Regions from separate parts of the Zea mays genome. Here region 1 is linked to region 2. The links are chromatin contacts, called in public Hi-C maps. All regions are on one chromosome and are shown on one strand. Each heading gives the region's core, a stretch centred on a gene start, on an enhancer-like site or on the middle of the called end of the contact. The rest is flanking DNA. Distances are from core to core; before and after follow the strand shown. Region 1 holds the start of LOC103638137 (histone H3.3). Region 2 holds the start of LOC100278286.

What was found. A called contact is a pair of places that touch in the nucleus more often than the background predicts.
Region 1: a contact with region 2 is called in a Hi-C map of ear, with 7 times the contacts expected there. The contact joins the promoter of LOC103638137 here to the promoter of LOC100278286 in region 2. A contact is called at or near these places in 3 of 25 Hi-C or Micro-C datasets (bundle sheath, ear and tassel) and 1 of 3 datasets of contacts at active chromatin or transcription factors (leaf).

What each region holds. Positions count from the first base shown.
Region 1 is chr9:25,629,647-25,636,798 of Zm-B73-REFERENCE-NAM-5.0, forward strand. It overlaps LOC103638137 (histone H3.3), which reads left to right and starts at 5,188. Exons shown (of 2, transcript XM_008661118.4): 1 at 5,188-5,506; 2 at 5,608-6,218. The coding sequence starts at 5,435. The coding sequence ends at 5,946.
Region 2 is chr9:25,421,173-25,427,839 of Zm-B73-REFERENCE-NAM-5.0, forward strand. It overlaps LOC100278286, which reads left to right and starts at 4,461. Exons shown (of 1, transcript NM_001151609.1): 1 at 4,461-5,278. The coding sequence starts at 4,509. The coding sequence ends at 5,045. It overlaps LOC100281713, which reads right to left. Exons shown (of 14, transcript NM_001368085.1): 11 at 6,468-6,559; 12 at 6,071-6,177; 13 at 5,809-5,872; 14 at 5,285-5,731. The coding sequence ends at 5,591.

The DNA.
Region 1 (7,152 bases), core at 3,938-6,437, 210 kb after region 2:
GATGCCAAACCCATCAAGACACCCATGGGAACCAATGGGCATCTCGACCTCGACACGGAGGGTAAATCCGTCGATCAAAAGGTATACCGGTCGATGATAGGTTCTTTACTCTATTTATGTGCATCTCGACCGGATATTATGCTTTCCGTATGCATGTGTGCAAGATTCCAAGCCGACCTAAGGAAGCTCACCTTACGGCCGTAAAACGAATCTTGAGATATTTAGTTTATACTCCTAAGTTTGGGCTTTGGTATCCTAGGGGATCCACATTTGATTTGATTGGTTATTCCGATGCCGATTGGGCAGGGTGTAAGATTAATAGAAAGAGCACATCGGAGACTTGCCAGTTCTTGGGAAGATCCTTGGTGTCTTGGGCTTCAAAGAAGCAAAATTCTGTAGCTCTTTCTACCGTCGAAGCCGAGTACATTGCCGCAGGCCATTGTTGCGCGCAACTACTTTGGATGAGACAAACCCTTAGGTACTACGGTTACAAACTAACCAAAGTTCCTCTTCTATGTGATAATGAGAGTGCAATCCGCATGACGGATAATCCCGTTGAGCATAGCCACACTAAACACATAGCCATTCGGTATCATTTCTTAAGAGATCACCAACAAAAGGGAGATATCGAGATTGCATACATTAACACTAAAGATCAATTAGTCGATATCTTTACCAAGCCACTTGATGAACAAACTTTTAACAAACTTAGGCATGAGCTAAATATTCTTGATTCTAGGAACTTCTTTTGTTGATTTGCACACATAGCTCATTCATATACCTTTGATCATGTATCCTTCATGTGCTATGACTAATATGTTTTCAAGTAAATTTCAAACCAAGTCATAGGTATATTGAAAGGGAATTGGAGTCTTCGGCGAAGACAAAGGCTTCCACTACGTCACTCATCCTTCGCCGTCGCTCCGAGCAACTCTCAGTCTTTGGTATAATCTTCACTCATATGTTTTATCTGCCAAAGGGGAGAAAGTAGTTAGGAAAGGGCTTATATTCCACTCAAGTATCCGTTTTTGGTGATTCATGCCAAAGGGGAAGAAAGTATTAGCCCAAAGCAAAAGGACCGCACCACCACCTAATTTTAAAAAGAGTTTTTCAATTGGTATGATTTTTCAAATTGGCATCTCATTGTGTTCAAAAAGGGGAGAGAGTAGTATTTTCAAAATCATATCTTAAAACCCTCTTGAACACTAAGAGGAGGAATTTTTATCAAGGGGGAGTTTTGTTTAAGTCAAAGGAAAAGCATTTGAATCAGGGGGAGAAAATTTCAAATCTTGAAAATGCTTCGCAAAATCTTATTTATTTACCTCTGACTATCTGCAAAAGGACTTTGAGAAGAATTTACAAAAGAATTTGCAAAAACAAAACATGTGGTGCAAGCGTGGCCCAAAATGTTAAAATTAAAGAAACAATCCATGCACATATTATAAGTATTTATATTGGCTCAATTTCAAGTAATCTTTACACTTACATTATGCAAACTAGTTCAAACATGCACTTCTATATTTGCTTTGGTTTGTGTTGGCATCAATCACCAAAAAGGGGGAGATTGAAAGGGAATTAGGCTTACACCTATTTCCTAATTGATTTTGGTGGTTGAATTGCCCAACACAAATAATTGAAATAACTAGTTTGCTCTAGTGTATAAGTTATACAGGTGCCAAAGGTTCACACTTAGCCAATAAAAAGACCAAGAAATGGGTTCAACAAAAAGAGCAAGGGATAACCGAAGGCAGCCCTGGTCTGGCGCACCGGACTATCCGGTGTGCCACCGGACAGTGTCCGGTGCACCAGGGGACTCCAAGCCAAACTTCGCACCTTCGGGAATTCTCAGAGGCGCTTCGCTATAATTCATCGCCAGCGCGCGCAGAGGAGCAGAGCACGCGCGGGTGGCACACCGGACAGTCTACAGGACTTGTCCGGTGCACCACCGGACAGCCAGGCGGGCCCACACGACAGAACTCCAACGGTCGGAACCCAACGGCCTGGTGACGTGGCTGGCGCACCGGACAGTGTCCGGTGGCGCACCAGACTGTCCGGTGCGCCATGCGACAGCAGCCTCCACCAAACGGCTAGTTTGGTGGTTGGGGTTATAAATACCCCCAACCACCCCACATTCAAGTCATCCAAGTTTTCTACCTTCCAACCACTTACAAGAGCTAGACATTCAATACAAGACACACCCAAGTGACCAAATCCTCTCCCAATTTCACAAAAGCTTTAGTGTTAAGTGAGAGTGATTTGTTGTGTTCTTTTGAGCTCTTGCGCTTGGATTGCTTTCTTTCTCATTCTTTCTTGAGATCAAACTCACTTGTAATTGAGGCAAGAGACACCAATCGTGTGGTGATCCTTGTGGGAACTTTGTGTTCCAAGTGATTGAGAAGAAAAGCTCACTTGGTCCGAGGGACCGTTTGAGAGAGGGAAAGGGTTGAAAGAGACCCGGTCTTTGTGACCACCTCAACGGGGAGTAGGTTTGCAAGAACCGAACCTCGGTAAAACAAATCCGTGTGTCACACTCTTTATTCGCTTGCGATTTGTTTTACGCCCTCTCTCTCGGACTCGTTTCTATTTCTAACGCTAACCCGACTTGTAGTTGTGATTAACTTTGTAAATTTCAGTTTCGCCCTATTCACCCCCCTCTAGGCGACTTTCACATCCCCTGTAGCATAGTCGGTCCGAGGCCCAGGTCGGGCGAGGCGGAGACTTCTCCTGAGGCTGAGGCTGGGGTCGGGCGAGGCTGTGACTCCTCCCAAGGCCGAGGCTGAGGCCGAGGCCTGGGGTCGGGCGAGGCGGAGACTTCCTCTCGAGGCCGCGGCTGAGGCCGAGGCCTGAGGTCGGGCGAGGCGGAGCTCCCTGCTGCGCCGAGGCTGAACTCGGGAGAGGTCACGACTTATTGTTGCTAGTCTTGCCTTGGTGGTTGGCACAGTAGCCGGAGCGGGGTGAATAGCGCTGTTTTCCTGTCAGATCGGTCAGTGAAGGGGCGAAGTGACTGCGGTCACTTCGACCTTGCCGACTGAGGCACGCGTGTCAGGATAAGGTGTCAGGCGATCCCCGCATTAAATGCGCATGCGATACAGTCGGTTGATAGGGCGATACGATCTGGGCTCCAGGCGAGCCGAGGGTGCGCTCACTGCCTGAGGAGGCCCTCGGGCGAGGCGTGAATCCGCCCGGGACCACTGTTCCCGCCCGAGGGCGAGGCTGGGCTCGGATGAGGTTGCGTCCCTTGGTAGACGAGACCCTGACTTGAACCACGCTTTATCAGCTGTGTATGGTTTGTTCTGAAGATGTTTTCTAGCCGGATTAAGGAGCATTGGGGGTACCCCCAATTATGGTACCCGGCACCTTTTTTCTTCTTTGTTCAGCGAATCTGTTATTTTTTCGCGCACCACTCCGCGCGGGATTAGCTTTAGGATTTTAGGAGTAGTACTATATGAAGAGCAGAAGAGGGCATTGACGGCTGGCCGATGGCACAATATTACTGGTGTTGCTGCTTCCCTCTCATCTAGTGTCTAGTCTAGTTCTGTCTGCTGCCTGCTAAGGGCAAACACAACATGCATGTACAGCAGCACCAACACCACCATGCTTGCTATTGGCTATCGCTAGCTATAGATGGAGTGTGTGCACTCTATAGCTTTGTTGCAATATTGCAAGCAAGGACCACGCTATGCTACTGGCGTCTAGTGTGTTGTGTGTTGTTGGCTTCATTCTTTCATGCTCTCACTCTCCCTCTCCCTCCAATGATAATGATGGTCTGACCTAGCTCCATCTCTGATTGTTCCAAAATCGACATCTATCCTGGTAGTCTCATGCATCTCTGATCATCTATACATAAATGGAGCCAGTCAACCTGCAGAGCCAGTACTATTACTACACCACATGAATAATACTAAAGGTCGTGCACCATTTCATCGTATATGATTGATTCTATTAACTAAGTAGATGTATGTATTGCTCTTTGACTGGTAGCTAGGTGGTGCTAGTACTATATTCCCAGTACCCAGTCAGGACTCAGGAGCATGGATGTCTTTTGCACTGTTATTGAGTTGCTTCCATCAGTCGGTCAAACAGATATAATACATTGCAATTGGTATTTTTTAGGTGCATAGCTTGTTCTTCTCTTCTTCAGGGCTCAACCTCTGAGGGTAGGGCAGAGAAAGGAAAGGATCAATTAATGAAGTGAAAAGGCTCTAGACTCCAGCTCCAGTTTAACACAAAACAAAAAAAATCAATCAAGGGAAATTAGAGAGAGAACAAGATCTTTACTTTTTTTCTCCCCTCTCGAAAAATTAGATCTTTTCTTTACCGGTCGCCAGTTGACTAAGCAAGAGAGACCAATGCAATCATCTCTATAGGAGTCACCCGCTCATCGCTCACCAATTCACCATGCCTTTCCGTTCAATTAGTTCCTCTACATAAGCAATTTACAGCAGCGCGCAACAAATAAATGGGAAACAGTTAGCTACAATATTCATGGAAGAGTGAGCTACAGAAATTAAAGAAGAGAAGACCATCTGTCCATGGATGGATGGATGCATCATATGTGAGTTGGTCCGAGGAACGAACTCATATGCAGTGAATTAGTGCCTACATATCAAGAACTGTTGTAGATAAAATGATGTTTTACTTCTAAACTATATTTATCAACTTCGTAAACAGCTATTTTTTAAGGAGCTATTTTTTTTCAAAAACTAGTGAAGTTACTCTTACACCCTACCAAGGTCATCATATCAAAATTCGCTATATCCATACTATAATAGAATTTTTACCCATCCGACCTCAAGTTCGACGTACCCACTGCCCATCCCACTGAGAAATTTGCTATTTTGTCACTCTCAATTTTGGCTGCCTGTCATTATGCCATCCCGTGTCTATGACTGGTGGGACCGTCTGTGTCTATGATTTGTGGGTCCGATGGCATACTGGCGAAGCCCACAAATGATAATGGCAAAATTGCCAATGGCTCCATCCCACTACCACTCTACCCATACCAGTTTGGCGTACCCATTGCCTCTTCGACACGGAGTGCAAAACCGACTAGGTGCCCGTTCCGCCGCGAAGCCCGCCTATTCCAAACCCACGTCGCCCTCGGTCGCTGGCAGCCCGGGCCCCACGTCTTTCGCCACGTCACCGATCCGTGCTTCCCGTCCCGCCCACCAATCACAGCCTCAATTCCACCTCTCCACGGATCGTGTGTTTTCTCTCGCCCGCCCCGCGCCGTCCGATCCCGCCTCGCATCCCGAATCCACTTTCCCAACGGTCACATGAGACCGCCTTGGTCCACGCCCGCCCTCCCGCACCTCTCCCGTGATCTATATAACTCCCCCCGCGCCCCAGTTCCCGTCCCTAGCCACCGCATCGTCGCCCTCAAATTCGTTCCGTCCAGGCAAGGAAGAAATCGAGCAGCCAAGGAGAGGAGAAGATGGCTCGTACGAAGCAGACCGCCCGCAAGTCCACCGGAGGCAAGGCCCCGCGCAAGCAGCTCGCCACCAAGGTTCGTCTCTACCTACCCGTACCGATCTGCTGTTCCGATCCCCTCGATGGTTCCCGTTGTAAGACGGCGCTGACGCGGCGGCGGTTGTTGTTTTGTTGCAGGCGGCGAGGAAGTCGGCGCCGACGACCGGCGGCGTGAAGAAGCCCCACAGGTACAGGCCCGGGACGGTGGCGCTGCGCGAGATCCGCAAGTACCAGAAGAGCACGGAGCTGCTGATCCGGAAGTTGCCCTTCCAGCGCCTGGTCCGTGAGATCGCTCAGGACTTCAAGACGGATCTGCGGTTCCAGAGCCACGCCGTCCTGGCCCTCCAGGAAGCCGCCGAGGCCTACCTCGTCGGCCTGTTCGAGGACACCAACCTCTGCGCCATCCACGCAAAGCGCGTCACCATCATGCCCAAAGACATCCAGCTCGCCCGCCGCATCCGCGGCGAGCGCGCGTAGGCGTATCTCGCGCCCGGCCCCAGTGGCGGCGGAGGGATGGAGGAGTGCAATTTGTAACTTTATGCTGTTTGTTCGCTTTTAGACGGCGCGGCGAAGAAGTAGTGTAAAAACGGCTTTACAAGTCTATTTTGTGCGGTAGTTCGTGTAGGCCGCTTCGTCCCGAAGCGATCTTGGTAAAAGACTGATCATTCGTGTTGCCAAACGACACAATTCGTATTTTTTTGTGTGCCGTGTAGAACACGGTTTGTTGTTATTGGAATGGTTCACCGAAATCTGTGTGCCCGTTTGGGTAAATATCGAGGGCACGGGAATCAGCAGCTAGACCTAATCGATGTACTGTAATTGCCCTCAGACGCAAGACAATGAGGCAATTAGCAGTCGTTGCGTTGGAGGGCTGTCCGGTCTGAAAAATGTGGTGTTAGTCCGGATTTTGGAACAAAATTGTCTTTTTTTTTCTCTTCTAATAGGACGCGAACCCCGGATACACGTGCAACACGATGGTCTTTTTGAGGTCGGTTTTGAATTCCGTTTCCGTGGACTCTGCAGCTAACAGGGAAATGAGTTTCCCCGATATTCAAACTCTTCTACTCTTCTATAGAGCAGATGACACGGTCTAAAGACTCTTTCCACTTTCGGAATCTCCGTAAAATTGGCGCCCCGGTGAAAACAAATAGCTCAATATAATTTAGAACATCACTGACCATAATTTATTGCTGTAAATTTTGTTTGTCCAAATTTATTTCGGTTTAGATACGTAGTAAAAAAAAGTAAACAACAGTCGAATAGGTGATCACATAGGCACTGTCCACTGATTCTGACGCAAATCTCTGAAATGAATTAGATCGTTCGTTCAAAGCTCAAATTTTCTAATTGGCACAACTGATTTGTAATCCAGCTAAATTAATCCTAAGTGCCGCTTTATACAGTCCAAAGAATTTAGAATATAATCCCTCCGTTCTAATTTAGAATTCATTTAAATCTTTTTACCTAAGTTTGACTAGCTCATCTTATTTATTTTTTATGATTATTATTAATTTTTACTTTGATATTATTTTTTCGTTAAATCTCTACTACTTATTAAGGGTAACATGCCGTTCTGCCTTTTTTCATTTCCTGTTTTGCCCTCATCCCTCGTAAAATCTCTACTACTTATTAAGGCGGTAAGGGTAGTCTGCCGTTCTGCCTTTTTTTCATTTCCTGTTTTGC
Region 2 (6,667 bases), core at 3,211-5,710:
CTCATCTCCCTCCACGGTCCACTTGTTTCGTTCGCTGTGTGACAGTAGTGTGAGAGATTCCAGATCCAACACCTGCCGACCCCGTCGTGATCCTGTCCAGCGGCTCCAGAGACAGAGAGGCACGAACACATGCCAAGCTCCCAGCTCCTCCCCTCCCCCCTCACCTCACCTCAGGCCCTCACTCCCCCAGGTACTCAATGCTCTTTCTCTCTTTCAGCCGCCGCTGCTGCGTTGCGTCGTGTGGGAGCTGAGCTAGTGGCACTGGGTGCTCTCGACCGCACTAGGCAGACCAGACGTTGCGTCGTGCCCCATATTCGCCGTCGCCGTGCCTTTCAGCATCTATCTGGGAGTGAATGACTTGGGCTGGGTGACGGATAGCTGACCATCTCAGCTCTCTCGAAGAACAAGATCGTAGGAGAACCTCCTAGTCCTTTGCCCCTGTCGACACTTTATATGCTGGTGTGGTGTCCATCCTGTCGCTGCTGGGGGTGCCAATTGCCATGCCCATTGTTTGTTCGGTCCCGTTCACCGGGGATCGGATCGGATCGTCTGTCCAGCAGCACTACCAGTTCGGTTCAGATGCAATGGAATGGAATGGAATGCACCACCGCGCGTTGACGCTGGTCGAATAAGGAGGCTAATGCTGCCTCGTCTAATTCAGCGGTTACGGCAGAAGGTACCAGTTGCCAAAGGTCGGTAGAATAAGTACCCACCATCTGGATCCACCCCTCCAAACTTCAGTGCTCTTATAAGAGACCTAAAACACTTTATCTTCGTCTACACTCTAGAGCTCTCAACGATTTCAAACACTTTATATCAATTTTAAGCTATAAATCCAACATGAGATGGGCTAACTTTAGACTATTTATGTAAAGCTTTAGCTGTATAGTTTAGAGCTAAAATGTAGAGGGGGAAAACATAAACAAGCTAGCCTTAAAAATTAAACTTGAACGATTATTGAATCTGGGAGATGTGTATATCTCGATTCCAATAGAAGAAAAGGATCAGAAAAAAAATGCACCGACTAGACCTGGTTAAAGTGATCTCGTGTTCAAATTAAAACAAGTACGTGTATATTTCTAGCAGTACAAGTGCTCGTGTAAGGCTGCTTGCCACCAACTCTACTACCATCGTGTTGCAGAGATGGTGGTTCGTTCGTCCTTAAAGAAGAAGAAGATTGGCTTCATTCGGACGTAACCACAAATCTTTTCATTCTTTCTTTTCACTGTATCTTTTCTCATCCCAACGCCATCTTTCCCGGCCACGGCGAACCTCGAGTTCTTGCATGGTCTCTAGGTTGATGGTATAGGGCAGGGCACGCACGTGTGTGCTTAACCTGCTGTCATTTTTGTTTAGCAAAAAACTAGTAGCACAGCATGTCAGCATCGTTATCCGGGGACCTCTCATGCTTATAGGAGAACAATGTCGTGCTTCTTTCCTCCACAAATAAAGAGGAGAACTCTACTTCGCAGTTGCGGCGTCAGACATCTCAACTCTTGCAACGTACGTTTCCTTGCCGCCCGGGCAAGTCCGAGTCCGTACAAGGAACCGGTCGTCGAGTCGAGTGGGGCATCTGAAAAAGCTCAGCATCCGGTCCGGTCCGGTCCAGTCCAAGTGTCCCACACTCCAGCTGCAGCTCGACGAACAGAGGTGACACGAACCCAACCTGGGATGGGGGGGGGGGGGGGGGGGGGGGGGGGGGGTAGAGAGATCAGTACGTTTCCGGACAGAGCTGGAACGGTTGGTGCGCCGTGCGCAGTTCTTGCTGACGATAGTTTAGAAACGTTTCGGTTGGTGCGCGCAGTTCTTGCGGCGCCTGCCATGTCTGAACCTGGACACCGCTACGTCTAGCTCCGGGACAGGAGACGAGCGCTTTGACCGGTTCTGATTGTACACGAGTCCGGAGAAGTGATCGGGATTCGGGGACAGTTGTGAAGCTTCGCAGGCTTTGACTACCGCCACACACGTGTGTGTGTGTGCTTGTTTACTAGAAAGATGGTTTGGTTTGGTAGCAATAGCGACGGTGAATTTGAGATAATGACATCTGCTGCTGTCTGCTAAGAAAGACTGGTCAGTGACTCTGAATAAAAGAACCTGCATACATGCAGCTAGATATAAAAGAAAAGAAACGTTGAAGCGTCGCATACCTACTTGTGCTTGCGTTACCTACCTTTACCCCTGTTGGCTGTTGGAAGGCTGAAACGGGAGATCGAGCTATATTATTATTAGTGCCGTCTCTTGCGCTGATGCACTCCTCCTCCGTCAGGCAGGAGCTGATCTAGCCGCGTATTTGTATTTGGACGAAGTGCTTGTCTAGATACGTAAGTAGCTCTAAACGAATGATCTTGTTTCAGAACGTACGGGACGAGCAGTGTAGTATTCTCTAACCTGGAAGGAGGAGTGCAAGCGGATGGAAAAGAATAGTTTAACCTGGAAGGAGTGTATTCTCTAACCAAACCAACGGAAGGACGGCTTGAGTGAATGAATTCTGATCACTCTGTACTATCTGCTTCCCTTTCCAGTCAGAAAGAAGGCAACATGGGTGGGCCAAACGGGCCACCGTCCACCCTAAGATTTGGCCCAAAGTTTAAGAACACTACATATCTTTGGCGTGGAACCTCAGCAATTAGCCGTACATCTTCGACAACCCGCCGCGCTGTTTCTCCAACCCGTCATCGAGGCCCATCGCTAAGCCCAGCACCCAGCCTGCAATTCTCTCCACCTTTTAACACGGTGTTTGGTCCGGGCCTATTTTGGTCTATAACCATTCCCGCCACACTTCAACACCATTGTTTTTGTTTGGTTTGTACGGCTAGCAACCGGGAGCGCCAGCCGCCATGGGAGTTGGCTCTGGTCCATAGCATCTCGTTTGGGCAAATACCTGCTTTGCCCTTGAGGGGTCTCACATCTCTATATAAAGAACCTGTACACCCCTCATAATACAGAGATTAGAAAGAGGCCAGAGGCCCAACCCTATATCATGTGTCTCGTGTGTTTCCTCTGTCGTACTTATGGGAAGGGAGACGGGTTCTCTACAGCTTCTTGCGCCTCTACTGTTGACGGGAGGGAAGGGAGCGGATCTGGTGATCCGTGGTAACATAGTTCTTAACACGTTATCAGCACGCTCTACCGGTAGTGGTAATGGAAATGGAACTTATTGCACCTGCTATCCTTTATTGTAAACGGTTACCGGTCTATGTTTGGTTGCAGCGTGGGATCAAAAAGAAGGATTGGAATTGGCTAACAATCAAAAGGCAACGGTAATGATTTTGAATTGGCTGGTATTGCATCCCACTGCAATCCTTTATGGTATAGTCTAATCAAACATAAAGCAATGGTAATAGATTACTCTGTTAACTGATTACGGCACTAAATCAACGTACCAAACAGCACCATAGTATTTCGTTACAGATTAATTCCATTTCGGTTTGCGTTTACTATAACTCCAACCAAACAGACCCTAAGTTTACATCAGGGCTAGTTTGGGAATCTAAATGCCGGAGGGTATTAGAGGGACTAAAATTTCCTTCTTATATAATTTTAAATAAGGAGAGAATTTTAGTCCCTCTAATCCCCTCCGATTTTTTGGTTCCCAAACTAGTCCTCAAGGAATCACTGCACATCCATGCCGTCGTCACATCAAAGACGCTCAATCTCGGTGAGTTTGTAGGTTATATCAACCAAACATGCCTAAGTTTACATCAACGATTTTTTATACTTTTTTATTCCAAATTCAAATGCTTGAAATTGAATGGGCCAGTTAGGTGTTGTCACTTAAAAAAATTGACATTACGGAAAAAGAAGAATTACCGAGAAAGAAATTATTTTAACGGGTTATTCATTCTAAAAAATAGACATCATCATAGGAAATAAAACGAACAAACTCAATCATTCAGTCATTTCATTTTTTTAGCCCCAGCTACTCATAAGAATTACTGAGTGCCATAATTGTATGCATTCTCTGCCAAAAAAAATGTCCCCTCAATGCTTGCACTAGAGTAGCCTTATGCACCTCTCTCTATACAGTCCGCCCTTGAATATTTGTCGCCGTGACAAATAAAAAAAGAAAACAGTGGGAGTAATTGACTGCCAGGCGATGAAAGCGAAGTCTACAATAGTGACTTCATCATTGCAATCATTTAAGTCATCTGAAGGAAACGAGGCATAGGTATTTATACCGAGAATTGACTCGGCAAACAACCTGGCAAACTAAAACTAAATCCTTACAGGATTCTATACCTATCGATCTAATCTGAACTTAACTGAAACGTGATAAATCTGAAAGAAACTCTGCAGCAGACAAGTTTGTTGCTACAACTACGGACCTGCTTAGGAGTCCGCACGATATTGAGGCGTACGGAGTATGTCCGAGCAGGAATCCAAACCAGGTTAACAAACTATAGCTATGGGCGTCCATATATGCATATATAAACGCTGCCTGCCGCCTGCGTCTCATCCTCGACCAAAACCAATCGACATCGAACTCGAACAGGCTCGAGAAAGCGGCGATGGAGAGCCTCGTCGCCATGATGGCCTTCTGCGAGGCACCGTTCGACGGCACCTCGCCTGCGTCCTCGCTTGCCGCCGGGAACAGCTCATCTTCGACCAACGTCCCCAAGGCTGGCGGGTATGGCATGGCGTCGTCGAGGCTGGCGTTGCTGGCCGCGAAGTGGCCGATGGAGAGGCTCGCGGCCATGGTGGCCTTCTGCGAGGCGCCGTTCGACGGCACAAGGTCCCCGTCGTCAGGTGCCGCCGGAGGCCGCGCCTGCGCAACGAACGTCCCCGAGGCCGGAGCCGGCGGAGACGTGGCGTCATCGGCACAGGCGAGGCTGGCCGCAGCCGCGAAGAAGCGGCCGGTGGAGAGGCTCGTGGCCGCGATGGCCTTCTGCGAGGCGCCGTTCGACGGCACCTTCGATGGCACCTCGGCTCCGTCGTCGGATGCCGCAAGTGACGTTGAAGATACGGCGGCGTTGAGGCGGCCGTGGCTGGCCGACGCCAAAGAACTAGAACGAGCGGCGATTGCGGCTGTTGCGCGTGAAGGTTAGGACCGTCGTTCATGGGCTCGCATCGCATTGGAGTCACCGAGTCAGCAAGGACTAATGTTCTTTTCTAGCAATAGAACCCCCCAACTACATGGAACATTGGGATACGATACCCTCTTTCCTGGACATGCACAACAGCAAGAACTGCATCCCGGTTCAGTACTGCCATTGGATCGAACAGTAGCAAATGTAGGTGTACAGTGTACTGGAAATTTGCAGAAATTTGTTCAAATCAATCATCTGAGTATTCAAAGAGTCAGTTCTTCAACTGCCTTGCCTTTAAATCAATTTCATGCTCTTGAGACACTACAACTGTTCCACGAAACCGAGTAGAATTTCAATGAAAAATAAAGAAATCAAGAGAACCGTTCCTAACAACAGTTGCATGCATACGTTTGCGTTTCCCTGTGGAAGGCACATCATAACTTACTCTTTTCTTTGACGAAAAAGAATAAATCGCTTGCACTGTTGCGACAAGTTCAGATTTTCATTGCACGGAAGCTCCAAAATTCTGCCAGAAGGTATCAGGAAGGCCCAAACTACATGAGCTAGCAGGAGGCCTCGTCTGTTTCTGTGATGTCCGCTTTGCTTTGGGGTTTTGGGGGATAGAGGTCCCACAGCGCAACCGTGGTATCCGCCGAGCAGGAAGCCATGAGCTTGCAGTCAGATGAGAAGGTCACTGCATTGCACTGCGAAGAGGAAGAAAGTATTAACATTAGATGCCTGCAGAAAATACAGAACGCAATCAGATGGACAAGTAGCATACCGAAGCACTGTGATACTTCAACACGGCTAGAGCATTTCCTTTGTTGTAGTTGTACACTCGAATCCTGCAAGGTTAAAACCACCGAAAAGGTCACAGATGCAACAACAACAACAACTAGAAGGGATGACATTGGGCATCCAGGATCACCCGAACCACATTAACATTGAATTTAATTACTGACACACAAGTCCAAAATCCATCAGAAATGGGTTAGATTGCTACAACTAGTAAACAGTTAAAAAACATGAAAACAGAGAAAAACCTGTGATCCCAGCCAGCGGTTGCAGCGATCTTGTTGTCTGGACGAATTGCTGTGCCAGCAATACCCGGTCGCTCGAGTTCTATTTCTTTCCTAAGAATAAATGTGCCCTGCAACCGGAAGGAAATATCGTATCAACAAAACGAGGCAACAGGCCAAACACTTCCAAGCACTCCTACGGAATAAAAACACTACATCTTCAAATCAAGAAGATGTTTGTGATGAGCTGCAAAACCTTTTAATTATTAACACCAGAATAGCGACACAGTAACATGGTCTATATGCCATTAACAAACCTTGTATAAAGTCTAACACATAGCACACAGTGTTGCACATTCATTTGATACAGAAAAATTAATCGATGCGTAAATCTTCCATGACAGAACAGAGATAAGCAAACCTTTGGATGGTCGAGCGTGAACATGACTACTTTATCATCAGCACCTCCTGAGATTCCACCATTGCAAAATCCATCAATAGCAATGGATAAAGCTGCACACCTGTAACTTGTTAGATCATGCCTTGTTTCATTCCATCAAAGGAATATAAATGTAACTATTATTGAAAAATATAAGTTGAATGAAAAACTAAGAGGGAGCT